Regions from separate parts of the Zea mays genome. Here region 1 is linked to region 2. A link is a contact called in public Hi-C data. All regions are on one chromosome and are shown on one strand. Each heading gives the region's core, a stretch centred on a gene start, on an enhancer-like site or on the middle of the called end of the contact. The rest is flanking DNA. Distances are from core to core; before and after follow the strand shown.

What was found. Hi-C and Micro-C count contacts between places; a contact is called where the count stands out from the background.
Region 1: a contact with region 2 is called in a Hi-C map of tassel, with 2.5 times the contacts expected there. The contact joins the promoter of LOC103632919 here to the promoter of LOC100277735 in region 2. A contact is called at or near these places in 2 of 25 Hi-C or Micro-C datasets (ear and tassel).

The regions. Positions count from the first base shown.
Region 1 is chr7:136,449,587-136,455,693 of Zm-B73-REFERENCE-NAM-5.0, reverse strand. LOC103632919 reads right to left here and starts at 3,086. Exons shown (of 2, transcript XM_023300673.1): 1 at 2,878-3,086; 2 at 1,947-2,791. The coding sequence starts at 2,979. The coding sequence ends at 2,288. It overlaps LOC100279479 (Tetratricopeptide repeat (TPR)-like superfamily protein), which reads right to left. Exons shown (of 1, transcript NM_001152481.1): 1 at 4,306-6,107. The coding sequence ends at 5,005.
Region 2 is chr7:136,308,534-136,314,943 of Zm-B73-REFERENCE-NAM-5.0, reverse strand. It overlaps LOC100277735, which reads right to left and starts at 1,440. Exons shown (of 3, transcript NM_001412142.1): 1 at 1,103-1,440. The coding sequence starts at 1,280.

The DNA of each region.
Region 1 (6,107 bases), core at 1,837-4,336, 140 kb before region 2:
CTGCTAAAGTTTATCTCGCGAGATTGGAACAAGGTCTAAAAGGGACTAAAGTAGTATTTTTACCTTATTTACCCACTCCACTTTCTTCCTCTCCACTTTCTTCTTATAGCAAACATCTATTAATTAATAGGGGTAAAACAGTCATTATTCATATCAATTAATGTTCTTTAGTCCGGTTTAGAGCATCTCTAAGAACGATGCTAAAAGACCCCGAAAAACCTTTTTTAGGGAGAAAGCTCGTTCTCCCTCCTCCAACAGCTCGTGCAAACTTCCCCCATATCTTCGCCGTCACGCATCTGAGCCGATCCATCCCGCAAATTTGCGCAAGGTGAAATCCCCTAATCCCTTCGCTGCCGCGCATAGCACCTGTTTCCGGCGCCCATTTTTGCCCTCGCGCGCTTTTGTGTTGTTGTAGCCATGGTGGGAGAGGCCTGATCGGTGTCGGCGGCAGGGCCGGCCCTGAGGGTATGCAGAGTATGCGACCGCTCAGGGCCCCTAAGGTCCGTAGGGCCCCCGTTTATTCAGCTTATATCCAAATACATATACGTTATAGATAAATTTCTATCCTCGTTCTTTTGTTGTGTCTCTTTGATTTTCTGGCAATCATCTCTTTGAGGTCGCGCAACAGTCTGCTTGGACAAATACTAAATATTGATTGGTGTGAGAAGACAGAAGGTGTTGTACACTTGTGCCTGTCGCGTTGCTTAATTCTATCCTACCGCAGGGCCAACCCCAATAACCTATGTTGCTTAATCATTGTTTAGTTTGTTGAACTTTGTTTTCAGAAAATTTGCTCTAATGTATTTAAATTTGGTTTACCGTGTATTTTAAGGTTTAGGTTAGTTTGACAAATTAAAAGTAAAAATACTCGCTCTCAAAAGTCAAACCAAATGCAGAGTTATATTACATAATTTGTATAATTTTATGACTCATAAAATATTGTAACAGTGTCTCCAGTCATAGCAAATTTAAATTTTTCGTATAGGGCCTTCATATAGATTTTTGCTTAGGGCCCCCGAAATGTCAGGACCGGCCCTGGTCGGTGGCAGCGGCAGCGGCCACAAAAACGGCTGCGGCAGTGGCACCGGTTTGAACTTTGAAGCACTTCGGCAGCAACGACGTCAAGGGTAACAGCTCCCGCGACAGCGGCTTCGGTGCGCCCTCACATCTCGTCCAGTCGAGTCGGCTCCTTCATCCCTCCTCCCGTTCAGACGCACTCGGCAGCCAGCCACCAGCTCCTAGCCCCAGCAGCGCCCAACCCTAGCCCCGTCCTCCGCCCACTAGTAGCAGCGACAGTGCGCAGCCTTGCAGGCACGCACAGCGCGGCCCCTGCCCTCTGCTCGCCCCCTGCCCTGAGATAAGGATTGAATAGATAGTAGAGTTTACGTTTGATAATTTATGTGAGTTGTAATTTAGTTCTAGAACTATTAGTTTTGTATTTCTTGATTGCTCCACGTATTGATGCCCTTGCAGTTGCTTGTAGGAGGTGGATGGGATATTCTACAGTCTGGTGGGGAGTAATGAATGGTTCATGGCACATGGTCGTTGCTTGATATGTTAATATTACTAGCATGTCACACAATGTTCATAATGGATATCTCGATCAATCGTCTGTTTATCTTTTACAGCTTATGTGCCTCGATCAGGGACTGATGACAGTTGTTTCAAGCTATATTTGTCTGTTTATAGTTTCTAGCAAGGTCCAAAAACTTACCCATGTTCTATGATTCAGACTTCAGAGGCTGGCATAGCTATGGCACACTTAAATTTACCCTAGTAGGAAAATAAACGCCTTGCATCTTGGGCCAGATTGGAGTTTTCAGCATTTGTTTAAGAAACTGTTGGAGTATACACTATAATTTACCTCTAAAAATTTTTAGCCTGCCCCCAATAGTTATTATTTGGGAGGATATTTTTAGCTTTCTTTTGGAGTTGCTCTTAGTCACTGGAATCAAACGGGATACTTTAGCGACTAAATTTTAGTTAGTGACTAAAGAACCAAACAAGGCCTTATCTATAATTCTATATCTACCATGGTCTACTCTAGTATCTAGGTGAAATAGGAGAAACGGATGTTGCAATGGTTTCCCCAAAAGATTACAGAACCTTTTTTTTTTTGCCGGCATGTCTAATGATAATTGTACAGTATACAGTGCGGATAACATGGGAAAGACAAGGATCACCACCCACTGGCCATGATTCTCTACCGCTTCTCCTTGGTCCTCTTGCCTACTCCATCATATCAGCACCCACGGTCCCCACAGCGCTGCCTCGAGCCACCTCAGCGTCACGCGGCTGATGATGGAGGGCACCGCAGCGCACTCGATGCCACGCGGGGTCGAAGCATGCGCGGGGAGGGCCCACGTCCGTCCATCCTCGACGAGCGGGCCATGAGCGCGGACCGCCAGACCGGGTCCACCTCGCCGTCGGCGGCCGCGGCGAGCCACGCGTCGACGCCCTCGAGGAGCGCGCGCCTGCCGGGCGGCGGCGACACCAGCCGGTCCCCCGGCACGCCGATGGCCGCGGCGCCCCCGTCGACGAGGGAGCGGAAGAAGACGTCGCGCAGCTCCCGTGACGACCCAGCGGCGGACACGCCCAGCCCGCCGCGGCACTTCTGCCAGGGGAACTGGAACACCCCCGGTGGCCGCCGCGACGCCTCGCCCGCCCCCGCCGCGGCCTCCTCCTCCTCCTCCTCCTCCTCCTCCTCCTCCTCGAAGGGGAAGTCCGGCTGCGCGGGCGCGGCATGGATCTCCTCCTCCCTCGCGCGCTTCGCATTGCGCTCCGGCGGCCGCTGGTCCATGCACGCACTGCGCCGCGTCACAACAAGAGCCATGCCCTACGCGTGCGTCAGCATTGGATGGTGGTACTACCTCCTACCTCGTACGGTCGAGAAGACAGCGGAGAGCAGGATCGGATGGGAGAGGTTTTGCGCGCTGCCTGGCGAGGTGGTGTCGATGGTAGACGGTAGACGGAGGACATGGACAGCGGGACGGGCGATCTAACGTTTTGCACGCACGCCACACCAAGGCTCACGCTCGGCTGGCCGGGCCTATATATTAGCCCAACGCCAGAAACGAACAGACCGAACGACCAGGAGACCAATGTCGCTAGTGCAGCGGTATGCTCCTTGATCGAGCGCGTGTACGTGCGACGACGCCCGCCCGAGCCACTGCGATGCCTGCCAGCTAGTCTGCCACGCTTCGCGTCGCCTTGTTGGATTGGAGCAACCCCCACACCTTGGGCTTGATGGGGCAGGGGCGCACGGCACGCGGGCACGGGAACCGCGTGCACTCTCGTGATTCGCCAAACAAGGAACCGAGCGGCCCGTGCTTCGCCGGCACGGTCGTGCGGTGCAGCAACCCGGAGGCGACCACGAATTCCGCGCCACGGGCCGGGATAGCGGCGTGCCCAGCGAATTCCACAAGGCGGCAAGGGCAACAGCCAAACATTACGTATTTACGTATGGGCAAAGCGAAACCCCAACTGCCCTGGCAACAACTGAGCGGGGTCCGGCACTCGCTCGCCGACGGGACTTGGCTGGTCTGCACAGTAAAGGCAGATAGAATGGAGTTTGAAATAGAGAGTCAGATAGAAGATGGGACAAGAAAGCTACCCTAGTAGAGGCTGCCGATTGCTCCGTTCCTCCAAAATTATTATGCTCAGGGCTCAGCCCCCTTGATGACAAACCAAGGGGCACGATAAATTATTATGCTCAGGGTATCAGTGTATCAGGAAACCAGTGCTTCCACACAATGGGGTCAGCTAGAGTGGAGTTTGCAAGAGGCATGATAAATACGAATTTGCAGCTCTAAATTGCAAAAGAAGTTCTCAAGAAACCTCTGAAGAGAGCGTCAGATAATGCCGGTGGTAAGCAATATATTAGCCCCTTGCAGGGTGCACCTTCAAGGCCATAGAATAGTACACGTGTACAGCACCCCACTCATACAACGCTTATCATATAGGAGGATGTGATCCATCCTCAAGTTTGAAAGTCTGATCACAGTACTCTCTGGTACCATCATCAGTGCAGATGAAGCATCTTTTGTTTCTCAGAGGGGTTCTCATATGATATCCGGACACCCCACATCAATTCACAACAATGCCCCCATGTATACTCGTCTCTTCCATATAGGTTAAAGTTAAACAAACAGGAAGGGTTGCCATTGATTGAGGCGTTTAACCATAGTGTGGAAGCACCGGTTTCCTGATACACTATAACTGACAAGAACTGCTCCATGCAATAGGATGCAGCCGAGCCATTGGTATTTCTTAGGATAACCTGAAATGCAAAACGGGACACTCTGTAGCAAAATCATCCGCCAGTAAAGAATCATGAACCTATTACCTATGTCTACACTCACTGTGTCATTCTCGTGAACAAATATCATCTCACAAGCTATCTGGTTTATGTCAACACAGCAAAATGGATTCTAGGAAAGAAAATTACCAGAAGGAAAGCTATCCCAGGCACACGTATGAGGCAGAATAATCCGTTCCGAGGCTAGGACTTGTGACCAGATCAATTATGCATAAGGGCACTGCAGGCATAAAGGTAATCTAGGGACCATTGCAAAGAACACAGACTGATTGATGAGGCTAGCCACGAATTGCCAAACCATCGGCTGTGAGGATCTTCTCTTGTATGACAGTCCAAGAGGCAAAGAATTCACATTTGTTTTCAGCTCTTGTCTTCAAAATTAGGTTTGACTTGAAGGAAATAAAGATGTCCTTGAATTGTGCATCATAAGCTGATTTTGCCTGGTACTTTCCATCCACAGTCCAACACCATCTAATGCAATCTGCGGCACCTGGTTGAAGGTTAATTTGATGCATGTGGATGATCTAGAGGGAAACAAATTCTCCGAGCCGCATGGCTGTTGTGATCTACCGAAGGAAAGGCTTGATCCAGTTGTTATTACAAAGCTCCCACTTCACTGTTTTGTTTTTCCTTTTAGCCTTTTAGGGCCTGAGAATTCACCAACATCCAAAATCCACAATCACCATTCACCAATAATCTCCACAGGAACAAGAGCCTTCGCTGAAATGGTGGAACCTGTTAGTGTCCCTCACAACAATCTCTCTTTTGAATACTTTGGAGACATATTTGAATGCAGAATGGCAATCCCCACATATCCTAATATTCTTCATGATCCGAATTGATGCCCCTGCAGGCATGTTGATCAACGCAAATGCAAGTGCAATCTTCTCGCTATGGTACTTCAACTTTGTCTCCCTCTCTTGCTCATTTATATGCAGAAGCACATGAGCTGTATTGGGGACATATCCTGCTTTTTTAATTCTCATGTTTATCTCCTCCCACATCCTATATATGTCTCCTGATTTCGGATGGGTATCGTCATCTGCCACAAACATATGCACCGAATTCTCGATCTGAACCCAACTGCATGCAGGCTCCTTCTTTACACCAGTTGCCTTCATCATCTTCCTCACTCTAGCAGCATCATTCCATTTACCTGTAGAAGCGTATATGTTATACAACAGCACAGGTGGACCAGTATCATCTGGATCAAGTTCAAAGACATGATCAGCTGCATATTGCCCCATTTTAGCATTCTTATGCATTCTGCAAGCCCCAAGCAAGGCTCCCCAAACAGCAGCTGTTGGTTCCATGGGCATTTTAAACACAAAGATCAGAGCTTCTTTCAATAAGCCAGCTCGACCAAGAAGATCAACAAAGCTTACATAATGATCGATCTCAGGCTGCACATTATAGTCTTTCATCATGTCAAAGTAGTGCTTGCCCTCCTTCACCAGGCCTCCATGACTACAGGCTGTCAAGACAGAAAGGAAGGTGATCTGATTAAGCTGGATGCCACATTTTCTAATTTCCTCAAAATGAGCGACTGCTTCCTTTCCAAGACCATACTGTGCAAGTGCAGTGAGCATTGTGTTCCAAGTAACTAGATCCCTCTTATCCATACGATCAAACACCTTTCTAGCATCAACCATGCTCCCGGACTTTGCATACATGCCAAGCATAGTGTTCCCCACAAAGGCAGTTAGTTTCTGCCCAGACTTAATCAAATGTGCATGCACCCATCTGCCCTGCTCAAGAGCACCTATACGAGCAAATGCAGAGAACATGC
Region 2 (6,410 bases), core at 191-2,690:
GCCAAGCGAACAGTATGATTGTTCTAGCTAGCTATTTTCTTTAGTTTTCTTTCCAGTCTGGTTAAAAAGCAATTGATTTGCTCATTTTGCCCGATTATTAAACTTGATGAAGAGAAGTTGTCGATACATTGTGTTGGAGGTTAACAATGTGCAAACAACTGGCAATGTGCTTCAAACATCTAGTCATAGAAGAAGTCTACACGTCAAAGATAAAATGAAGTGACAAAAACTAGACATTTTCATCTGCACAATAAACATGTCTCAAGACATATTTCATGGTAGATTTAATAAACCTAAATTTATGATGTAGATGTGGTGCATTTGACAACATTGAAAGTCCAACTATGTAAAAGGCAGAAAAAGAAATAAGAAAGTCTAACTAGCTCAATAGGTATGTTCTTCAGTAAATACTTATACTGCTCCGTTCCAAAATGTAGGTCTTAGTTTCGTCCTAAATCGAACTTCTTTATTTTGATCGAGATATAGAAAAAATATTAACAACTACAATATCAAACAAATGAAATCTCAAGACATATTTCATGGTAGATTTAATAAACCTAAATTTATGATGTAGATGTGGTGCATTTTTCTATAAACTAGGTCAGAGTACCTAGTACTAGTAGTATGAAACAATATGCATGAGTATGGCACTGAAGTCTGGAGCACCATCACTGATTAGAGAAGTTAACAAAAGGGTTTTTAGGGGTTTTTTCAGAGAAGAGGCACCGATTTTTAGTTAATTTTCCCAATAGCAAGAAGTCCATTTTCAAGAATAAATAATGCACTGCGATGTTCAAGGGCGTCCCACAAATCCATAGTCCTAGCTCTTCCAGAAATCAGAATCATGTTACAATTGCAATGTCGTTTCCATCACCCACTGTAATGGCACCCACGACCCATTTCAAGATAACCTTGATCCCAATGGAGCAAATGCGTCCAATCCACATATAACCAATGCCATATCCGAATCGTGGAATCAGCAGTTCCATGTGTTTCCGTGTCCAATGCACAAAGGGACGAAAAGAGCATCACCCATTACCACTAATGCCGAGCAATAAGGGAGCCACATTTACGAGGCACGAGAGAGCGAAAGCGGACGAACCGTAGGTGTCGAGCGACGTGGCGACGAGGTTGGCCCCGGAGCCAAACCCTGTGGCCAGCGCCAGTGAGAACGAAAAATCCCCGTCGCCGACGAGCAGTATGCTCTGCGTAGAAGAGTATTGCCCTAGCCACTTCTCTTCCTCCTCGTCAGCTTCCGGTGCCCCCTCCACTACCCGCATTCCCAACACCCCTTCCTCTGCAGGCCCCGCTCCCTCCCTCGATCCGCCGCCGTTCGCCGCCGGCGCCGAGTCGTGCCCTACCGCTGGTGAAGTGGTGAGGCTGCCCCGAACGCCATGAACTCTTGTGGGTAGAGTGGTAGACTGGTAGTGGACGATGCACGGAGAGTCGGAGTCCAAGCGTCGCAGTGCATTCAAAACCTTCTCTTGGACGACTCGGTTGAGGGGCCCCCACAAGGCGGATGAGCCCGACGAATTACAGTCTCCGTGGCCCGTGTTCCGCTCCTTGTTGGGCCATGGGCCATGGCGCATGGAGGCGTGGAGCAACCAACCATCACCTCGCTAATGTTTAACTTTCATGACGAAACTTAGTTAACTTATATGACAACTATTTTGTTTGGGAAATTATTAGGTGTACTAGGTACATACCCGTGCGTTGCAACGGGATTTAAAAATTAGTATAAAATATAGATATATAGTTTAGTAATTAGTATAAAATATAGATATATAGTTTAGTTGATGTTTGATTGTAGTGAACAAAAGTAGCCACGTGATAGAATGTTTTATAATTACTTGTGTCAATAGAGGAAACTTTTTTATTGATACATATAGGTACATACCCGTGGTGGAGGGAGTTGATGTGCCGCTGCTGGACTTCTCCACCGCCATTGGAAGGGTGGCCACTTGTGTGCCTATAATTTTAGCTTAGGTTATGTCATGCCAAGACTCTTAACATAATAACTCCTCAAATATTCGGTAAACAATTATTACATTTGCTGAGCGATTCAAACAACAGAATACCAAAAACACAAGGCATCAGCAATCAACAATGTATCCAAGACCAAAGAGGAAAGGCATTAAACCTATTTAAAACCAATTTGAAGTATGTACTGTTATATATATTTTGTATAGTGATGAGCATCAGCAATCAACAATGAAATCTGAAACAATTACCAAACATGACTACATCAGTGACTGTACATCAGTTTGTTAACACTGCATTTCTTTTCTACACTATAGTCTGTACAATTGTACATCAACCAGCAAGCGGTTCACATAAATACATAAAATGACTTCACATCTCGTTTTCATCCATATCTACAGACCACCCAAATGCTGTCATTGTTTCTTCTCCGAGAAAAAAAGTTGACGACCTGTAGTTCTTTTCCTGATCGCTGGTCATACATATAGGACAAATTGAGCTATCGTTAATGGACTTAAAGATATTTTGGAGGCTCATAAGGGCCAAAACAAAACACAAATTCTCCTAGGGTTCAAAAGCGACACTAAACACACGCTTCAGTGGGCTCAAGCGCTAAGAGGACAGGTCACGGGTAACGCTCACTTTGGGGCATAAGCGCTCCCAAAGCGGTGCAACCGCCTTGGTGGAGCAGCGGCTGCTGGCTCCCGCTGCCCTCAGGCCGCACAGGCGCATCCGCCGTGGCCGGGCTCCGTTTACGATCCATCAGAGGCGGGAGGAGATAGAGGAACACAGGCAGCCACGCAGGGTCACCGGCTGGTGTGCGGATGACTGGAGGTGATGGTGTGAGGCGGGAGGGGAAGCCACTGACAGTAACCGCCGACATCACCCAAATCCCAAGCCTAGAACCCGCAGGTAACCAAATCTGAGAGCAATTCAGCTCGATCCGAGCACGCCAGAAGCCGACGACCCATACACAGTGCCGTGCAGGCGTGCAACCCACGCCCACTATAGATCGCGCGAAACCGAGCAGCGGGATCTAGGCGCAAGCGATGCGGGCGGGAGAGGAAGGGGGAGGCGCGGACCTTGCGAACATAGCCGTACTCGCTCTCCTTCTCGGAGTCCTCGAAGGTGGTGACGCGGTCGCTGTACGCCATGGCCGCCGGCGGGAGAAGGGTCGTCGGCGTCGGCCTGGGTCGGATCGCGGAGAGCATCACGACAGGGAGCGATCAGGTTGGCACTGGTGGTCATCGGATCCTTCTCGCCGCCCGATAGGATGTCGCGCGCCTGCACGCGCGGAGTCGCGGACGGGAGGGCGGCCGCGACGGGATTGCAGGGAGGGCGGTTCGCGGGATTGCAGGGAGGGCGGTTCGCGGGATTGCGGGCAGCCGGCGGGGTTTGCGGCGTGCGGGATTGCGGGCGGCCGCGGCGGGATTGCGGGCGGACGGGCGTAGAGCGGGCGTAGAGGCGGGGGCAGTCTACAATAGGTTCTTAATAGTTAGTAGAGATATGTTCCATATGTTTCGTTACCCGCGTGAGCTCAACTAGGCTCTCCATATACAATGACCAGACCTCATCTTGTGTTTGCTTGTCTATACGGAACAAATAGAGCCCTGATGTGCTGGTGCAATCAAAGTCAAATTATGTAGCTTTTCTTGCATCCTCATATATGCAATCCGAGTACGTACCCAACCAGTCAGGCTGCAACTAGCCAGGCGCTAGACGCTCGTACAACCAATTACATGGGTTGTGAATGAATGAAAACGAGTTTTGGGAGAAATGACAACCACTACTTTATTTAATGTGTTGATTATATATATATATATATATATATATATATATATATATATATATATATATATATATATATATATATATATAAGTGAAGGGTGTAAGCAATGTTTTAAATAGCAGGCTAAGGGGTTTAGCGGCGTGCTTCTCAAAAGTGCAAATAACGGGTTATATCGGGATATAGCGGGCTATATGAGGTTATAACACGCTGCTTGTCGGGGACCATAATTAGGGGTACCCTCAAGGCTCCTAATTCTCAGCTGGTAACCCCCATCAGCATAAAGCTGCAAAGGCCTGATGGGTGCGATTAAGTCAGGGATCAGTCCATTCGAGCGACTCGATCACGCCTCGCCCCGAGCCTAGCCTCGGACAAGGGCAGCCGACCCCGGAGGATTTCCGTCTCGCCCGAGGCCCCCCTCCAACGGCGAACATATTTCCGGCTCGCCCGAGGCCCTGCCTTCGCTAAGAAGCAACCCTGACTAAATCGTCGCACCGACCGACCAAATCACAGGAGCATTTAATGCAAAAGTGGCCTGACACCTTTATCCTGACGCGCGCCCCCCGGCCGACAGAGCCGAAGTGACCGTCGCCACTTCGCCGCTCCACTGACCGGCCTGACAGAAGGACAGCGCCGCCTGCGCCACTCCGACTGCGGTGCCACTTGACAGAGTGAGACTGACAGGAAGTCAGGCCCTGCCGAAGGCACCATAGGAAGCTCCACTTCGCCCGACCCAGGGCTCGGACTCGGGCTCAGCCCCGGAAGACGACGAACTCCGCTCCGCCCGACCCAGGGCTCGGACTCGGGCTCAGCCCCGGAAGACGGCGAACTCCGCTCCGCCCGACCCAGGGCTCGGACTCGGGCTAAGTCCCGGAAGACGGCGAACTCCGCTCCGCCCGACCCAGGGCTCGGACTTGGGCTCAGCCCCAGAAGACGACGAACTCCGCTCCGCCCGACCCAGGGCTCGGACTTGGGCTCAGCCCTAGAAGACGACGAACTCCGCTCCGCCCAACCCAGGGCTTAGACTTGGGCTCAGCCCTAGAAGACGACGAACTCCGCCTCGCCCGACCCAGGGGCCCGGACTCGACCTCGGCCACGGAAGACAGACTCGACCTCGGCTTCGGAGGAGCCTCCACATCGCCCAACCTAGGGCGCAGACCAGCCACGTCAACAGGAGGCGCCATCATCACCCTACCCGAGCTGACTCGGGCCGCAGGGAACAAGACCGGTGTCCCATCTGGCTCGCTCCGCCAGATAGGCAATGATGGCGCCTCGCATACTCTGTGACGACGGCGGCTCTCAGCCCCCTTACGGAAGCAAGAGGACGTCAGCAAGGACTCGACCGCTCCGACAGCTGTCCCTCCGCCAGGCTCCATCGCTCCTCCGACGGCCACGACATCACACCAGCTGGGTGCCAAAATCTCTCCGGCTGCCACAACGGCATGTACTTAGGGCGCTAGCTCTCCTCCGCTAGACACGTAGCACTCTGCTACACCCCCCATTGTACACCTGGATCCTCTCCTTACGCCTATAAAAGGAAGGACCAGGGCCCTCTTAGAGAGGGTTGGCCGCGCGGGGACGAGGACGAGACAGGCGCTCGCTTGGAGCCGCTCGCTCCCTCTCCCGCGTGGACGCTTGTAACCCCCTACTGCAAGCGCACCCGACCTGGGCGCGGGACGAACACGAAGGCCGCGGGATTCCCACCTCTCTCACGCCGGTCTCCGGCCGCCTCGCTCTCCCCCCTTCGCGCTCGACCCATCTGGGCTGGGGCACGCGGCGACATTCACTCGTCGGCCCAGGGACCCGCCGGTCTCGAAACGCCGACAGTTGGCGCGCCAGGTAGGGGCCTGCTGCGTGTTGACGAACAGCTTCCCGTCAAGCTCCAGATGGGCAGTCTCCAGCAACCTCTCCAACCCGGGACGATGCTCCGTTTTGGGAGTCTTGAGTTCATGTCCCTCGACGGCAGCTACGACATGATACTCCTTCCACCGCCGCGCGACAACGACAATGGCGGCCGACAGCCCGCCCGCCGGCGGCAGAATCGACGACGTCTTCCCCGCGTGGTGGAAGAACAACCTTCGAGCTCATCCTGCCCTTTCCCCCGTCGACGGAGGGGAAGGCAGGGCGACCAAGGCCAAGAAGGAGGCATCACCTCGTCGGCTGTCGAGCGAGTCGACAGCGCCGGCACCCCAACGAGGGGCGCACCGGGTATCGACTTCGCGCTTGAGACAAAGACGAGCGCCGTCTCCCCGCGACGCGCCAATCCTGAGCAAGCGGACGACGCCAGCGCGCTCGCGAAAAGCTTGCTGGACGTCACCCTCGTACCTGAGACGACGGTGCAGTCAGTCCCCGACGTGACTTTATCGCCGCTCGTCGACCAAGAGGAACCGACCGATTCCCATCCCACGTCATTTGGATTCAGCCTCAACCCACCTAGCGACCTCGCTTTGGCGGGCGCTCTCGTAGAGGTGAGTCCAAACCCTCTGGGGTTTCGCATGCGGTCGCCTTGGGACCGGCTGACGGACGTCTCGACCTACGGGCCCTCTGGGTCCGAGGAAGACGACGAGCCCAACATCTGTTGGGATTTCTCTGGACTTGGCAACCCTAGTGCCATGCGGGACTTCATGACCGCATGTGACTACTG